Regions from separate parts of the Anas platyrhynchos genome. Here region 1 is linked to region 2. The links are chromatin contacts, called in public Hi-C maps. All regions are on one chromosome and are shown on one strand. Each heading gives the region's core, a stretch centred on a gene start, on an enhancer-like site or on the middle of the called end of the contact. The rest is flanking DNA. Distances are from core to core; before and after follow the strand shown. Region 1 overlaps GRK5 (G protein-coupled receptor kinase 5). Region 2 overlaps GRK5 (G protein-coupled receptor kinase 5).

Region 1 (4,482 bases), core at 254-2,753, 120 kb before region 2:
CCTCCTCGGACTCTGCTGCCCAGGCAGTGACCTCAAGCCATTAGTAAAATACAAGTAGGGTGTGACCCTAATTCCACTGTGACTGCAACAGTCAAACACAAAATAATTTTCGAAAGTGTTCTTTTGAGATTGCAGTGTCAAGAGAGGTTAAGTAAAACCGTCAGCAATTAATGAAAATCAGCCTCTGTCTCATCAAGATACTGTAACCTGCAGTGCCTGAGAAGCAAGAAACAGTCTTAACAGAAACTTTCAGAATCACTCACCTCCCCAAAGCCGCCTTTCCCTAGCACCCTGTACTGCCTAAACGTGTTTTTCGTTACTGGTTGCCTGGAAGAAAAGGAAGAGAGAAAAAAAAAAAAGACACACTACATTTAATGCACTCTCTGTGATTTATTTATTTCAGGGCATACTTTTGAAAAGCAAAATAGATAAATATTATATAATCACATTATTTCAAGGTAATTATATTATATAATATAATATATAATTATGTAATTACATTACTTCAATACTATGTATGGCCTGAACTTTTCAATTCCAACATATTAAGCTGTAATAAAATACAACACATTAGTGAGTCATCAGGATAATTTCTGCTAGCATCTTAGGACCGAGGAGGGTACTGAATCTCCGTTACACAGTTTTGGCCTTTGTCAAGCAGAGACGAGGCCTGAGAGCTTGCAACAGCATTTTAATTCCACAGCTCATCTTGTGATGCAGAGGAATTTTTTAAGGGTCGTGCTGGGCTAACATCTAATTACTTTGGTCTTCAAGCTGAGAAAAAGAGATCCAAGATTCAACCACTATGAAAATACTTCTATTTTCTTGACCTTAAGCAAAACAGGAAATCAATATGAAACAAGCAAAAAACAATCTCAGGAACTGGAGAGGAGAGCTCGGATCCCATTCACAGAAGGGTAAGAGCAGGAAGCATGGCTCGGAGCCCTTCCAACCCGACCTGAATTACCTGCCTCTGGGGACAGCACCGCTGGGCAAGAAAGGAGGAAGAGCATCTCTTTCCTTTCAGGCACGTGAAACAGATTAGCTGCAACCATTCACCTGACAAGAAAGTCTTCTTCTGGTTCAGTTTCTTGAGCAAATTAAGCAGAGGGTCTTTTATTTTTTTATTTTTATTTTATATATTTTTTCCCCTCTGGTGAGTTAACCTGTGTGCATTTTCTGTAGCAATTTAAAGGCCAAATTAGGGGTTAAATAAGTCTTTCTGACAGCAGAGTGCTCCATAAGGGTACAAGATCTAATAAAATTCCCACAAAAATCTGCTCTACCAAAAGGGCTCCAGCCCTAAATCTGGCTTCTACCGCTTTTGCTATCATCACAGTTTTACAGTGTGACAGAGAAAGAACTCAGGGCTCTGAGATATCTGATTTTGTGTCCACCAGTCTATCACTAAAGTTTTAAAATTGCATTAGCAGTCGATATGAACGTTCATCAGAACCTCGTCGGAGCTTTGTTTTCCTCTGGCGGGCAGCCAGCCGGCAGAGGGAGCACAAAAACGCGGCTGTTCCAGCGGCGGCGATGATGAGGTTGATGACAATAAGGAATAAACGTTAAAGTGAATTGTTTCATTTATGCTCATCATTGTTTTTAAAAGTAGAGGGAGAAAACTCTGCAAATAGCCAAAACGGAAAGAGGAAAAATGCTGTTTTCAGGCTTCTAAGAAGATACTGCAAATTCTGTTAGGGTTAAAAGCAACAATTAGCAGAGATAACTACGTGCTCAGCAATGTCCCTGGAGTAAATCGACTGTTTGACTCTTCACTGGAGCCAGCAGGCTGCCAGAAGGAGCTGTTGATCACTCCACGCTACTAACAGCTCTTTGCTAATCCTAAAAACAGTTCTCCTTAAGCCAGATAGGCACAGCCAATAGCTTGTCACATTTGTTGGGGGAATGGAAAAAAATAAAATCCTCAAAGCATTTGAGAAAATTCCTTATCCTGAATGTGAAAATAGCTGGGAAATAGCCTGGCTAGAGATGAATCATCTGATGTTTTTCAATTGAAATGGAAGAGTAAATGCTGGATTCAGAGGAGGTGGCATGTGGAGCATGTCTTGGCATGAAGCGGCTCTCCCCTCTGCCCACCACCTCCCTTCCCCCTGTGCGGCAGCTGTGTAGCTTTCCAGGGAGAGTAACTGGCACAGCTCCTTTGATCTCCGAGCCCTTATGCTCATATCCACCACTCGAGGATCTGGTCCCAGCTCATCTGCCGTAATTAATTCCATTTGTGGCAACTGGGGCTTCTCTTGACTCAAGGTCGCTGTCACCCAGCAGTGGTCATCTGCTACGGCACTCACCAGCAAGGAGGGGGCAAAGGTCCCATTCCCTGCAAATTAATACCCACTAAGGCAGCTTGCTCATTAAATGTGCTCTTCAGTGTCTAGCCAATAAATACCATGTGGGACCTATATGCTGCATTTTTGTCTCTTTACGGTGTTTTAATAATTGTGATAACTGGTCTAGACAAAAAGTCACCATATTCGGAGCGTAGCTAAATAGAAAGACAACAAAAAAATCTGAATGTATTTTAATCGTACCTAATACCATTAAACAGCAGAACATTCAAGCTTTAGAAGCCAAAACAGGCTCCCTAGTGTTTTGGGATGGATTTCTCTTTTATTATTTACTTCCCTACCAAGCAGCATCTGTTTCCCTCTTGCTTGGGCAGTGTTTGTGAATGCAAAAGCCAGAGACTGGATGTGTATCGTACATTTCGCGCTATAGATGCAGGAGGCTAGGTCATAAACAAGTGCAATGTGTCCTCCTGCTGTGCCATGAATAGCTCATTGTGACAGGGTCTACAATGAAATTGGCCACTGAGGTTTCCCAGATCACAGAGGAGACTTGGATTCTTACTTTTTATGGGCTGTACGTCTTGTCCTATTCACCAGGCATGCACAAGCATACTGGGCAAAGAAGCTGCCCAAGCTGCTTGCTGGAGCCTGCCACCTCCAGGACAGCGGTGTCCTCGAGATAGAAGGCAGTGGCTGGAGAGCTTTTCTGGGTGAGCTTCCCTGGAATACAGCTCAGGGGACAGGGAATGAGTCTTGATGGATCTTTTGAAGGAGAACAGCATAAAGAGGGAGAGAATTGCTGCATTGAGAAGGCCATAAATGGCAAGCACTGGGAAGAGGTACTAATGATGCTGAAGAAAGGACAAAACTGATTTTGCCTTCAAGACAAAGGGACTGTACGTGCACCATCTCAGCTGTCAGATTTTGGCAGCATTCTATGAGCTTTGCATGGAAAGTGAAATAAACCTTTTGTATTCGTTTCTATTACAAATAAATAAATAAATAAAATATTGTGACTTACCTTTCCAACCACTTCCACTGCAGAAACCTGTCGAAGTACATGCTGTTTAGGTATTCTTGGAATGGTTCCCCACTGAGGTGGTCAAGGACAGATCTATCTCAGATGAAAAGGATATATAAGCATTTTATAATCCTGATCTTGGAGCAAAAGAGAAACAAAACAAGACGAGAAAATACAGACTTCTTGAACAGTAGGGTCATTTGACTCCTACTTAATTCCTATTTTATTTTACTCATGGTTTCAGGCTAGGAACAAAGTGATATGTTTAATGTGCTTCATAAGAGAAGGAGTTACAAAAGCTGAATAGAAATATGCACTGATAATGCTTGCTGAAAATTAACAAGGAGCCTCCCATTGGCTTAAATGAACTTTAACAAAGGCTGTTAAACACTCAAAAAGTATCTTTGCTTCTCTAAATAAATTAAGTCTGGCTTAACACAACACCTGCAGGAACTAAGCTCCTAAACTTTGGGGGATGTTTACATCTGGACTGAAAATTTCTGCCTGAAGCCCATATCTTTCCAAGACAGACCATCAGAGATGTTATTTTGAGCAAAAAAAAAAAATCAGTCTGAATTCCTGCTATACAGAAGGATTAATAACTGATTAAAGTCCAAGGGCTTTTCCTAACACCGATGTGCCTTGTAGAGTAAAACAGAAGAAAAAGAGTCTGAATAATGATCTGGATTTGTTCCTGGATCAAGAGAAGAATTTGGGGACTCGCACAGTAGCTGCAAAGTCCTTATGAAAGGTGTGAGAAACACTCCGTAGCCAATAACTTAGGCTCAGGCGAGGATCTCAGTGAAGTAGTAATTTATTCGCGATTGCAATGGCGGGCGCCCCACAAGCAGGAGAGAGCGCATCTACTAGTTCCAAAACACAGTTTATATACCTTTTGATGGCAGGACCCTCCCCTGTTTCCCCACTGAGTGGGTAATCCAGGTTCACAATCTATCTGATGCTTCACAAACAATGCATGGCCTTCAGTTGCCGGCCTGTTAAATTTCAAATTTCTTTTGACATTTTTACTGTTTGAAGTGGTAATGTTTCTTCACTTATCTGACTTGACTTGACACCGTGATTTTCACCTAATTGTCCTAAGGAGACTGGTTGTCTGCATTTTACTAGGTCGCCTGCTAAACTTTCTTATCA
Region 2 (4,491 bases), core at 1,804-4,303:
GTCCCAGAATGTTTAACCTGCATAAAGGGCTTTAAGTTTAAAATGAAACGAAATAAAAACAGCATTTAACTGCGCAGACAGCTTGCTACCACCTCTGGTGGCCAAGCCAAAAGTATTAGGTAGAGTTAACTTTGGCTGACACCGCAGCATTTACTGTTTAATTTCCTGATACTTAAAAAATAATTTTTTAAAAATATCTGTATCTTGAATATATCTGTGTTACTGGGAACAGCTCCGTATTTCTTTAACAACAGCTGTGTTTTTGAATTCACATTTCACAGATTTTTCTGCTTCTGAACTCAACTCCATACAGCAGCACCCACAGCATCTTGGCAAAAACCTCCCTCCCTTGGACAAATATGTCACCAGACATTGCTGGCAGTCTGTCCTCTCGCAGATAACTTGCATGCCAAGCTAAGAATAGGATTAGCTGCTTCTCTAGCTGCTTTGTCCAGGTGCCTGCAGAAGGCCTTTTGGCGTGGCAGCCCAGATCCTCAGCAAGACTGCAGGACCAGGCCTCATCTCTAGCAAGTTATTAGGAAGTGTGTGTGGGTGTTTGGGTCAAACACATCAAAAGTCAGTGCTAAGCATCAGACTTTAGCTGCCTGGTGATACCTGGCTCATGTGACACACAAAAAAAACCTCCCCAGATATTTTATTATGGGACTTTCAAAGCATTACAGCTTCCTCTGAACTATCTGGCTTTAGCTGTCACCACACACACACACACAAAACAAAACAACAACAAAAAAAACCCACATGTGAATTATAGAGATCAGTGGTATGGCCTAAGGCACAACTTTTTTTTAGACACACATGCCTACAACTCTTATGTACCTTCTGCAGTGCACAAACAGCCCCATTTATACATATAATTAAAAAGTAAAACACTTCAGGAAAGCAAGCCTTCACTGGAGAGCCAGATGCAGCCCAAGAGTGCTCGGAAGAGTCATGAACAGTATTTGTCATAAAACATTTACAAGAGGTCCTAAAGCTTCATGGTCTTTTGTAGTGTTCTGCAAAACATCACTTTTCTTTAATTGTGAACATATCAAGTGGCGTGAGATAAAAGGTCATACTCCTCGAAGAGATGTCCGTGTGGCAACAAGGAGGATTTTTGTGCAGGAACCAAACGGTTACATGAGGCACAAAGCACAGAGGAAGGTTATGGGCACGCCAGGCTGCAGAAGAAGGCACGTGAGAGAGGCGGAGGCATCGGGAGAAGAGGTGCTGGACCCTGAGCTGGAGAAACCAGAGCTGGAGTTCACCACGGTAAGGCCACCTGAGAGTCCTGAGAGGCTGCAGTGAAGGAAGAGGACAGCTGGGAAGAAACCAGTGACTCCCCCAGCAATCTGAAGTGGTTTCAGCCACGAGTAGAAGAGAAGCACTTCTCAGCAGCAATCTGGTGCGTGTGTAGCGTGCACGGGCTGTGTGGAGGCAGCACGGCACGGTGGTTACCCAGAATTTAGCCATTTTCATTCCCTGCTCTACCTTCACTTCCTCTTACTGCTTCTAGAGGAATCTGCAGCCTCTTTGCTGATACGCAGAGGCAAAACTGGAAGAAAATAACCACATGCAAAAATATCCACGTTGTCAAGTGGAGGCTTCCTCTCTCTGTGTGCCTGTGACTAAGTAATTCCCCTCCCATTGTGTCCCTGGGACACTGATTGTCCCCCAGAACAAGTGGCCGGTCGGTCAGACGCCTCTGATGCTGCTCCAGCCCTGCCACCAGCTTGCCAAGCACGCACATTGCGACCTCCAAACCAGCCCACGTCCCCATCTTATCCCTGATCCGATATCTCCCTGTTGCTTTTTTTTTTATTATTATTATTATTTTTTCCTTACGTGACAACGTGCCGTGCCCAGGGTCCAAAGTTTCACTGGGGACACAAACCCACCTAGGACAGAAAACAAAGCTGGAGGGCCCATGGCTTGGCCCGACGCCGGGCAAGATAAGCAGCAGGGAGGTGCATGGCTGTCAGCATCGAGGTCTGCTGTGGCCAGCACCTCTTCCCTGCTGTGCCACGCGGAGCAGGCAGGAGCTGGTGTCACCTACACGCAGGCAGCACGGACTGTGGTAAGAGGCTGAAATTGTCGAGGTGAGAAGCAAGATGCAGACAAAAAGGTTTGGGGGACACCGGTTCAGTTAAACGAGCGTTTCCAGCAGGTAGGAGGAAGGGATAGAAAAGTGACCTTTTCCCATTAAGAATTACATATTTGTTTTGTTTCCCTACAAGTTATTTTTTCTGGCATTGTGACACATAAAACATTTTGAACTTTCTAAGGAAACTGTTATTAAAGCACTGAACATTACAGTGAGGGTGCGTTTGAAAAACAGAACAATTAGGCATTTCAAAGTTTATCTAACTTAGTCACCAGTACCCTTCAGCTCTGGCACAATTCAACACAAGTTTGGGGGCCAGTTTAATGATCCTTGCCTATGATGCCCTGCATATAGGAAGGAGACCTCTTGAAAATCTCTCATTGTCTATAAATCACCCCCCACCTCCCTCTGGCAGCCTGCTGGCACACACCCTGGCGAAAGAAGGCTTTCCTTCCAAGAGGAGGGCATTTTGTTCAGAGATCAAGAGCTCAAACCCACAGGACCTCTGTGGGGCTAGGGGTCCAGCAGCCCCAGGTCCTCACACGGAGCCACAACGCTGGCAAAGCAACCACAGAAACCGAGCCCGCGGGGCAGGACGTGAGGCTGTGTTCTTTGCTTTCATTATAATTCACCGCCCCAGCTCAACTTCCACCAAGTTCCCCAGAAAAAAAAATGTGCAGAGCTACTGCCAATATTAAAGGCTCTCCAAAAATTCAGCCAGACAGAAGAGGAAATTCCTTGCCACATGGAAAGTCTGGAGGAGGGGTTCCTGCTAGATAATGGGAAAGATGCTTAATGTGGCCGGGCTTGGGTCAGCCTTTCCCTTAGCCACTTGCACAGGCTTTTCTAAGGTTTTCAAGGGGAAAGAATAGGCCAGGTCTGTCTGCTTCTCTCCCTTTTATTTTTAGCTGTTGTGTGCCACACCTCTGCTATGCAAAGTGCTGTTATCTCATCCGCAGATAGGGACATCAGGCACCCGCGGCCCTCAATGGAAATCCTGCTGAAGTCAATAGGAGCTCTCCTATTGGTATCAAGGGACTGGCTGGACAGAAGGGCAATTGTTAAAAAGTGCAGAAGAATTAGAAAGGAAGCATGTTTCACTCAAGTAGAAAACTATATTCTTCCAAGTCGCTCTACGAGCACGGGAATGGGGAATTCATTAGCTTGTCCCTACTGTGAGGGTGCTGCAGGGTAGGACTTTGCTACATTTCATGCAGCTTATGTAAGCCAATCCATCCTGTCTCATCTGAAGCCAAATCACCTTTCCCCCCTTTAAAAGAAAAGGCAGAAAGCCTATTTGAATGTTGTTCAAGGCCTTGCAGAGCACAGAGCACCGCGGTGAAGATGTTATCATGCTATGCCAGGAACGCGAGGCATCCCTGACCAGAAACGCTTCAGAGCCACAGCGTGTAGAGATAAGAACCACCACCATGGCATCACACTGCTTGCTAATGTCTCTTAGCACCAAACCCAGGGGTAAATATGGGTGATGAAAGGACACGGCCTGTGGTTTTTCACCCAGAAGCAGACAAGAATGGAGCAGGCGTGGCTGTACATGACCGAGGCCTGGTGTGCAGCCCTGGCCGGCCTGCACGTGGCAGCTATTTCAGTTTGACAAGAGGTGCCCGTACCACGGAGGGACAGGCCTGTGGCAGCACGACGTTGGTGGGCACTGCCAAAAGTGCTGCCAAAATAAGGGGTCACTGCTGGAAGCACTGCACATCACAGATGCAGGCTGAAATGCACAGAGGGGGAAGAGGAGATTTGGTACACAGAGGGACTGAAGCATGCTGTTTACACAACTATGCAAAGAAAGGTTTCTTCTGGAGATTTTGGGTAGAAAAAAAATCATTTCCCTCCCTGGATACCATACTTTCCTCTTCAAAAATAACATAAATTTTATCTCAGAACTATGATTTCAGAATTTCCGCAACATCAGGTACATCCTGGATCAGATGGCTCTGACTGAGGTTTTAGATGGTTGAGGCTGGGGTTTTACAGCTGTCCCCACCTCAAAACACCAACTTTAACCCAAGCTCAGATTTTGTGGCAAACAGCAAGGCTAGAATTCTACAAACAGGGTCCCATCTCCTGACAGGTTTAAACAAACAAGTAAAACACAATAAGCAAATCCATGGAGACATCGTACCATGCAGGAGGGAACTGCAGACACCTTTAGAACCCCAAATCCAAACTTAGACCCCAAGTAACAAGGATTTCCAAAGAAACCTATTGCTTTCATTCCCATTCAACGTTAAAAGTCTTTTCCATACAGGAAAAGAATCTATTTATGTTTCATTAGTGCCAGTTTTGAATATACCAATAGGCTGTGTGTATATAGGAGAGAGGGGAGTATGCTATGCAGCTGTGAGCTTTCTTGGCTAATT

Evidence for each region. Hi-C and Micro-C count contacts between places; a contact is called where the count stands out from the background.
Region 1: a contact with region 2 is called in a Hi-C map of skeletal muscle, with 1.6 times the contacts expected there. The contact joins two enhancer-like sites. A contact is called at or near these places in 2 of 8 Hi-C or Micro-C datasets (skeletal muscle and subcutaneous adipose tissue).

What each region holds. Positions count from the first base shown.
Region 1 is chr6:35,579,357-35,583,838 of IASCAAS_PekinDuck_T2T, reverse strand. It overlaps GRK5 (G protein-coupled receptor kinase 5), which reads right to left. Exons shown (of 17, transcript XM_038181479.2): 6 at 3,331-3,423; 7 at 264-327. Among named protein-coding and RNA genes, the nearest start is that of RGS10, 72 kb to the left of the region's middle. Within about 2 kb of position 1,503, at least 1 of the 8 cell types and tissues checked has an H3K27ac peak or open chromatin away from gene starts, as enhancers often do.
Region 2 is chr6:35,460,258-35,464,748 of IASCAAS_PekinDuck_T2T, reverse strand. The region is part of intron 1 of GRK5 (G protein-coupled receptor kinase 5); the gene reads right to left. It overlaps LOC110353010 (a long non-coding RNA gene), which reads left to right. Exons shown (of 2, transcript XR_002402900.4): 2 at 1-120. Among named protein-coding and RNA genes, the nearest start is that of GRK5, 23 kb to the right of the region's middle. Within about 2 kb of position 3,053, at least 4 of the 8 cell types and tissues checked have an H3K27ac peak or open chromatin away from gene starts, as enhancers often do.